Regions from separate parts of the Gossypium hirsutum genome. Here region 2 is linked to region 1. A link is a contact called in public Hi-C data. All regions are on one chromosome and are shown on one strand. The core of a region is the stretch at or near the end of the contact, and the rest is flanking DNA. Distances in the headings are between cores, read along the strand shown. Region 1 overlaps LOC107959768 (putative deoxyribonuclease TATDN1). Region 2 holds the start of LOC107959774 (heparan-alpha-glucosaminide N-acetyltransferase).

Region 1 (4,640 bases), core at 133-2,632:
TCACGACTGCAGAACGGCGTCGGGCTCCCCTTGGTTTTGTTCTAAATGCATGCTGAAAAAAAAAAGAATGGCCAAGTGGCCCGAAACGAATAACGGCCAAAGGCTGAGCCAAGTAGAGAAGGGAAGAATCTACCTCTTTGTTTTTTGTTCTTCTTTCCTTTTCTGCTCAGTTTTCTCCTCTCTTTTTTTTTTATTTTTTTAAGGTTTCTAGTATCCTACTGATTCTTACCATTATATATTTTTTTATTTCTATGCAGGTTTATATACGGAGTTCATTAATCCTGATTATTGCTAATCTTTTGGTTTATTCTTGTTAATCTGCAGGTTTATTTCTATCTAGGTTTATATACACAATTGCTAACCAGATTGGCCGAGGTTAATCTTTTGATTTAGCAAACGATCTTCCAATTGGCCTGACACCAGATTGGGTTGAATATTTAAAATTGGGCTTGAAAACACTCTTGGGACTTCATATTTTAAAATAAAAACTAATTGGGTTTTAAATGGAAATTGGATCTGAATTAAATTTTATAATTGATTTGGATTTTTAAGTAAAAAAAGGGCTTCCAAAGGGCCTCAAAAACAAATAAACATTCGAGCTTAAAAAGTCTTGAAAAGGACTTTCAATGACCCTAACTGGGTTCCATAAAAATATTAAGCAAGCTGGATTTTAAATTCAAAACCTAATTTGAAAACAGTTCAAATTCATTCTTAAAACCAACCATGAATGGCCCAGTTTCAATTACCAAAATCCAATTTACTCACTCAATTTCGAAAGAATTTAACCTTAGCCTATGATTTAAAAAATTGAGCATCTTAATTCTAAAACTAAGCTTGGTTCTAAAATTAGCTTAAAAGGTCTATTTTAAAAAGAGAAACTCGTAACTCTCTAATTCAATACAATCAAAGCTCAAAGCCATGATTTTGGGTTGCTTCAACGGATTTAGATGTCTACATCTACCCCTCTTTTTATGCCCCTTTTTATGCATTGTTTGTGTAGCAAGGAACATACAAAGAAGTAGACACCTTAAGCCCTCAGTACACAATCGAAATCAAAACAGATCAGAACAAAACTTACATTATTCAAAGCCTAAAACGTAAATATTAAATTGCCAAAATATATAAATAGTGGAAACAAAATAAAGTCGAACCTCGCAACCAAGTCTTTGAAACAAAAATACAGTAGAAATGAAAATGGACTTCACAACTAAGTCACTAAAACACAATAGAAATGTAAACGAACCTCACAACTAAGCCTCTAAAATGCAAGAAGCCTTCAAAATGCAACAAAAATGTAGATGGACCTAATAACTAGGCCGCTAAATGCAGCAAAAATGCAAATGAAAATTGGACCTCACAACTAGGTTTTTAAAATGCAACAAAAACATAAATAGATCACACAACTAGGCCTCTAAAATGCAATAGAATGTAAGATGGACATCACAACTAGGCCTCTAAAATATAATGGAAACATAAAATGGATCTCACAACTAAGCCTTTAAAATGAAATAAAATGTAAATGAACCTCACAACTAAGCCTCTAAAAAGAAAACTGAACTCCACGTTTGGGTCTCTGAGATACAAACGGAGCTTCACACATTGGTCTCTAAAGAAAATGAACCTTTGAGCGAAGGTTTAAAGATAACCTTGAGAAATGTTGGGAGCAATGACCCTAAGATAATCCCTAAAGAGGTTGAGAAATATCTTCGAGTAAAGATCCTAAAATAATCTCGAGAAAGGTCAAGAAATATCTTTGAGAAAGATCCTAAAAGAAGAGAAGTAGGAAGCCTTTTAAAATTTTTCAATCATCATTTTAACTTTATAATAAAAGTAATGCAATCAACATTTCTTCCTTGCAAAAAAGTGAGGGTTATAAAAAATATTTGTAATTGAGATATGCCCAAAAGATCGGCAATCAAAATAATATAAAAAAATGAAAAGGAAGAAATAATCGTGAGATTCCATGCTTCAAAATAAAGAATAAATTTCTTAACAAGAAAGATATGAAAAGGGTATCAAAGTTTAGTGTCAATTTCCCAAGTAGTGAATATTTAAGCAATCTCATTAAATCATTCAAAATTTTCTTTCAAAAATCCATCTCATTAATGTTCTCAAAATTATGTGATGCTTCTTAATCCCTCTTGTGATGGTGCAGCTCATACTGCGCCTTTAAAAAGAATTTAGCTTTCTTAATGCTTCTAGTTCTTTAACTCATTTAGTCTCAATTTCATCCATTATTGTTCATAATCTTTGTTGGCATCTTATTTCCTAACATTCAGCTCTTATCAGTTTTATATTCTGCTCTAGCTTAGTCTAAGCTACTTTTTCAAGTTTTCAACTTTGACTAACCGTAATTATTTAGACCCCCATTTCGGGCTTTCGCCTTCCACTTTTTTATTTTTTTTTCTCTTTTCTTTTTTCATTTTCTTCTAGCAAAATCGATTCTAACAAGTCTACAATCAAAGTAACTCTAACATCAAACCAATGAAAGATTGCTCTCCTTATCGTGTGCAATTTTCTCAGATGCACTTGTACCAAATAATATCATTTTTCACTAAATGATTTAACAATTCGAATATTCACAATTAGTCAAAATGGTCTTTCAAGGGTTGTAATGTCAGCTCGGATTTGGGTTGTCAAGAAAAGTCCAAGTAGGCTCAAATATACGCTTACGGGGTTTACACCAAATGACCAATTTCTTTTGAGAATCTTCATTTTTCCAAGGGCATATGATATTTCTTTTTCTTGATTCCTTTTTTTTACCCTTTTTTTTTTTTGTGGATCACTCTAGACTACCTATTTCTAGGTTTTCACCCTAAAGCTCATTTCCTTCTTTTATACTTTCGAAGACTTCACAATTTCCCAAAAGTTAACTTCTTGATTTGAATGACCATATTTGATCAAAGATGAACTTTCAATAGTTATAACGTTTTCTGAGTTTAAGGGTTAAGAAAAACAGTAATCCAAACTCAAAATTTTATTTGAAAGGGTAACAAAACCATGAGAAATTATTTGAATCATTGATTTATTATTCCATCTCCTAATAAATCTTCTTTATTCTTATTTCTCCTATTTTTTCCTCTTTCTTTTTTTTTCTTTTTTTTCCTTTTCCTTTTATTTCTCTCTCCCTTTCTCATAATTTTTTTTCAACTTGTTTTTCTCTTTTCTTTCTTCTTTTTTCTATTAGAATGAGCTCAGAAATTCAAAATTTTAAAATTTATTCCTCATGATCTTTATCGTCAATCCATGATACTTAATGAATGACTTTAATTGAGGTTTGAGAAATAAAATATATCATGCTAGATCAAAATGAGGTAGCAAAGGATATAACACTACAGCAAAATTAACTTTTAGCGGCGTTTTTTTAAGCCTTTAGCGGCACTTTTAAGCGCCACTAAAACTTTCGCGGCGTTTTTATAAGCGCCGCAAAAAACGCCGCTATAGATGGCGCAGCTAAAGGTCGGGACCATTAGCGGCGCTTTTCCCGAAAAACGCCGCTAAAGGTCATAAAAATAAAAAAAAATAAAATATTATAAAATATTGTAAAAGTCCTGAAAAATATAAAAAAATTAAAATTCATTATCAAAATATTGAAAAGAATAATAATCTATGATATAAATATATCCCGCCAAACAAAATACCGCACTTATCATACTACACCAGAAATATAACAAAATACAAAATACAAAATACAAATAGAACAAAATAATGATAGAATGCACACTTTAAGATAATCAGTTAGCTTAAACAAGTCACTATGCATGAATTCAGCTAATCCTGGACTATGCATCCACCAAAAACTCAAACCTGAGAAAAAAGAAAAAAAGTTAATGAATGATACATATAACATCAAATTAATAATAAAATATGCAATTAACAAGTCAATATTAACGCCACATATAACATCAAATTGCACAACTTAATATACTCAATACATTAGCAGAAATAACATCGCATTGAACAATGAATTTAACACATTCAAATAGATCAATTTTAAGCTCACTAATGGTTAATTTAGCATGTGAACAGCATATAAATGTTTGCATTTACAGCATGGTTTAATCAACTTCAAGCAGGGAATTAAATGCTGTAAATTTCCAGCATTCAAATCATATATGGACAACATTAATATGACATTTTCGAGCACTTTGAAGACACATTTGGAAAATTTGAAGAACCATTAATCATGTTATTAATCATGTTATTAATCATATATGCAAGAATTAGAATTTGTTTCGACAAAAGTACCATTTAGAATTATACTTTTGAATCATCTTTTGCATCAAGTGAATTATATGCCCATTTACATGCAGAATTTACAGTATTTACATGCATCAACAACATTAATGATATACCTCATTACATGCAGAATTTACAGTATTTAAGCTCCTTAGAATTATACTTTTGAATCATCTTTTGCATCAAGTGAATTATATGCCCATTTAGAATTTAATGCCAGAAAATGAAACAATGTACCATTTAGAATTATACTTTTGAATCATCTTTTGCATCAAGTGAATTATATGAATTATGATTACCACATCCACAATGTTTGGAATGGAAACGGATTCTAAACATATCAATGTTGGATATGATTAGATGATACCTTCTCCAGAAAGCAAAGTGCAGATAGACCAGCC
Region 2 (4,386 bases), core at 1,499-3,998, 140 kb after region 1:
TTTTTATGAACCAACAGAATACTTATAGTTTGAGATACAGGGACATAAAAGCTAAATTTTGTACTTTCTGCTTATGATAGATGCTGGGAATTCGTATTCATGTATTCTACCCACTGAACAGGTCAGCATCTCAACATTCTCGGGCAGCCACTAATGCATTTTTGAGAGGTGACCACTTTTCTGCACAGCAGCACTCTCAAAATGCTAGAGAAGAATGGTTAGCAGCTCAGAGACTTAATGCTAAGGCAGCCAGAGAAATTTTAAGCATCAGAAATAGTGACAATGACTTGTGGAAGCTGGACTTGCATGGTCTTCATGCAGCAGAAGCTGTGCAAGCCTTGCATGAACATCTGAGACGGCTTGAGACACGGGTGTCAGGAGGCTGTTCAGTTTCCCTGAATGGAGTGAAGGCAAATAATGGGATTGTACGTTCTTCATCTGTTGGCACAATTAGTTCTATGGATAAACTGGGTAAATCACAGACTTCGTCTAGGCAGGTACCTGCATCATTAGAAGTTATAACAGGTAATCTTGTGTCATTAAAGAAATACCTGTCAGATTAGTCAATGCAGCTGCACTGATGCTTTTGTTTTACCACTACCACAGGTGTTGGGAATCATAGTCGTGGACAAGCATCTCTCCCCACAGCTGTTAGAGGCTTCCTCATCGAAAATGGGTTAGACATTTGATCACTTCCCTTTTATCCCGTTTTGTATGGAGTTTTCACCACACTCACACATCCACCTTCCCAAAGTTTAAAGCACATATTGCAAGAGTTAGGTGCATTTATTGTCTCTTTTTGTCTTATAATAATGGGGCTAAACTAAAACACATGATAAAGTTTCTTCATCTAAGTAACGTTGAAGATGATGAAGATGATGCTGAAGCAAATTTTGTTTGCAGGTATCGCTTTGATGAAACGAGGCCAGGACTGATTACTGTTCGACCCAAATTCCGATGTAGTTGAAGGTTTTGATCGACAGTTGTTTGTAGAATGCAGAGAGATGTATTGACATTGCATAAGAATGTATACCATTTTACTAATGGAAGAGATTGTTTGACAAATTGGGTTGTGCACTAAAATTATAAACGAAAACCTCCCGAGTGTTACATACCAATGTGCATTAACAAATATTTAATTAGATTTTTTATGAATTACTTGGAGAAGTTTATATATTCTTTGTTTAGTCCATTTTTATGTATTTCCAATTTTTAAGAGGTGATATATTTTCTTCATTGAAAAGAAAAATCCGCAACTCGAAGAACCCACTCAAAAGAGAATAACCTTAAGTTGCATAAACTTGATAATATATATATTTATGAAAGACGACATTAAGTACATTTTTCGTACAATTTATAATTTTTTAATTTTCAAATAAGAAACCTCCACCCTTTATCAGCATCATTGTAACGAAAAGCAATATTAGAAAAGAAGAAACTAAAAATGGTTAAAAGTAAAGAAAATTGTCGATTAGATTGAGTTTAGTAAATATTAGATAAAGGTGTAGGCAGCTCATGATTCATGCATGAAATGTGAGGCATGTGAATTGTGACTCATTTCCTATTATCACACCAAACGAAATGCTTTGCAATTATGGGACGATTCACTTTCAGCACTACTAATTTCAGTTACCATCCCTTTACCTTTCCACATTCTGTTTTAAACCCCAGGTTAAACTAGACATTATAATTTTAAAAATAATTATAGTACGTGAAAATATACCTACATAAAACAACTATAAAGTTCATCATCGACGATGGTTAAGTTCAAGCAAAACTTTGAAACCCCCTATATTTTTTATATGTTAATTGTGTATATAATGACGATCAATTCTAAAATCAATATTTTACCTTTTAAAGGAAGTCCATAGCTTATGATAACAACGTCCTGAGACCAATAAACTTTTATTTTTTTCAATAATTATTCCAGGTTTTCTTTGGATTTTAATTTGTGACACATTTATTAAATAGATAAATATGATAATTTCTATTATTTTTATTTTCGTTCGTAAATTAAGTTTAAAAAATATAATTTGTTAAAATGTTTTTCTTTGTTGAATTTATTGTTTGTTTATCAAATATATGTATTTTTTAAATTATAACTATAACTGTACTTATAAATAGTAAATAAATCATTATAAAACACTAATGGACTGATAAGCTAAATATGTATGGCTTTAAATCAGAATAAATATGAAGATAATTCATATATAATGAAATTTAAGCCAAAATAGATCTAGATAAGATGAGATTCAAAGTTAAAATCTCAATTTTCAAAATACTGAAATTATTATTATCCAAAGGTTTTACCTTAACATCATTTGATTCAAATAAAATTAAATTCAAATTGCAAAACAAAAGAGAACATATGTAATTATATAAAAAAATTTAAAAAATTATTTTTAGTAAATCCAAAAGAGATTTGAAATAAATATAAATATGGTAGAATAGTATGATATATTTCATATAGCATAAATTTATATTTATATAAAAATATTAATCATGTCCACTAACTTAATTAAATCATTATAATTTATTTTTAAAATAAAATAAAAAACGAAAATTAGAATTTGTTATTTCAAGTTACTATATTTAATTCTTTGATACCTATCCCACTACAATAGGAGTAGCTAGTAGGAAAGAGAGAGTGGAAGTATATGGAAAGGGCGAAAGGTGCTACTTTTTTGTTTTTTTCCAATGGTCCAATCCATTTATATTAAAAAAAGTATTTAATAGAATATTTGATTAATATCGGTTACGGATCTCCAATAGTTAAACTCTTGCTCAAATTACAACTCTCTTTTTTTCTTTTGGAAATAAAAATAAAATCTAAATAAAGATATGGGCTACACTGCAGTTCGATTGATTCCATCCATAAATCTGTTTACAGTGATATAGTAATAATAAAATAATATTCCTATAAAAAGAATTCGAAAACTCTTTCCTAAAATCCTTGTAACCAAAGATATTTATGCTTCCTCTTTTCTTGAATCCTATAAAATATAACACACAATCAAGCTTAGATGTTTATCTTTTAAGCTTCTTTCCTTCTTTTGTTTCTTGTTTTCTTCTTCTTCTTTTCTCATTGATATTATCATACAACCTTTCTTTCCTTCTTTTTAATTTTCAGTTCAGCGAATGTTGGTTTGATTGAGGAGGAAAAAAGAGAGGAGATTGTAGAGTGTGTGTGTGGCAAATGGCGATGGAATACGAACCAATCAAGCCATATGCAGATGATTTAGAGGATTCTGTTTATACGCAAGAAAAGCATTTCAGCATTGATATTGATATTATTGGCAATGCTGAGAAAATCCAAGATGATGATGGAAGTAAGAATTTGAATCAGCTGGCTTTTCGGATCTCTGACCCAAACATTGCTAACAAAGGTGATGAAAGCCCCTTCATTCCCGCTTCCAACTCCACAAACCTTCCTCTCCACCGTCAACAGCCGCCGCAGCACCGGCTTATTTCCTTGGACGTTTGCCGGGGCCTCACCGTTGTGGTAAAATCTCCTCTCTCTTTTTAACCTAGCTATCTCAAAATATAACTTCACTGTTGACTGTTCTCAATTTTTACTGCCTGACTTTTCGCTTTTTATGGTACACCCGTTACGCCAGTAAAAGAATATAATTAAAAATTAATATTACTGCATTGTTAATTATAAATATAAATATTGAAAATAAATTACATGAGGTTATTTGTTAAAAAATTTAAATATGTGGTGTGTTGAGAGTTTTTAGTCAAGCTTAAAGAATTTATTTTTTTCATATTAATTTTCAAGTGTTTGAATATACCAATAATGCTTTAAATTAAAACAGAACTGATTAGTGGCAATTCTTTTATAGAAAAGTACGGAAAATCATTATTTTTAGTTAACCTCTATTCGTCTCTCTCATTATTATTTTGTCATCAATGCGTGCATCCGTTAAATATGATTTTAATTATTTCTTTTGGGCAGTTGGATTTCATGAATGCTTATCCAGGGTTAGGTTTCTTACAAATTTAAAGAGTTCTGAAAAGAAAATATAGTTTTTCTAGGTCAAAATATATCATAACTTCTGTAATTTTTGAAAAATTGAAATCTAATTTTTTAAATTTCAAATTTCTGATCTAATTATTAAATTTTGTTAAATATAAGTTTATTATAATTAATCTGTTTTAGCTAGAAAAAATTTTAATTTCAAAATAGTATTAACAGAGAGATAAGAATTTTTAACGATTATATAAATAAAAAAACAGTTTAAATTACAAATATTCAAAGAGTAAGGAAAAAATGTTTAGGTCAACCACATGTAAGTTCTCTCAGTTGTTATAAAAATACTGTCAATTAAATTAAAATTCAATGGATAAATTTTACTTATTTAGAAAGAAAGTAAACACTGGGTA

Evidence for each region. A called contact is a pair of places that touch in the nucleus more often than the background predicts.
Region 2: a Hi-C map of leaf shows a contact between it and region 1, with 2.5 times the contacts expected there. The contact joins the promoter of LOC107959774 here to the enhancer-like site in region 1. A contact is called at or near these places in 7 of 34 Hi-C or Micro-C datasets (callus and leaf).

What each region holds. Positions count from the first base shown.
Region 1 is chrA05:102,965,614-102,970,253 of Gossypium_hirsutum_v2.1, forward strand. It overlaps LOC107959768 (putative deoxyribonuclease TATDN1), which reads right to left. Exons shown (of 16, transcript XM_041114333.1): 15 at 4,607-4,640; 16 at 3,591-3,807. The coding sequence ends at 3,802. Among protein-coding and RNA genes, the nearest start is that of LOC107959768, 8.0 kb to the right of the region's middle. Within about 2 kb of position 1,383, at least 7 of the 9 cell types and tissues checked have an H3K27ac peak or open chromatin away from gene starts, as enhancers often do. A contact at or near this core is called in leaf, where this site is marked.
Region 2 is chrA05:103,106,258-103,110,643 of Gossypium_hirsutum_v2.1, forward strand. It overlaps LOC107959774 (heparan-alpha-glucosaminide N-acetyltransferase), which reads left to right and starts at 2,749. Exons shown (of 13, transcript XM_016895909.2): 1 at 2,749-3,502. The coding sequence starts at 3,197. It overlaps LOC107959773, which reads left to right. Exons shown (of 5, transcript XM_016895908.2): 3 at 122-525; 4 at 607-676; 5 at 904-1,176. The coding sequence ends at 967.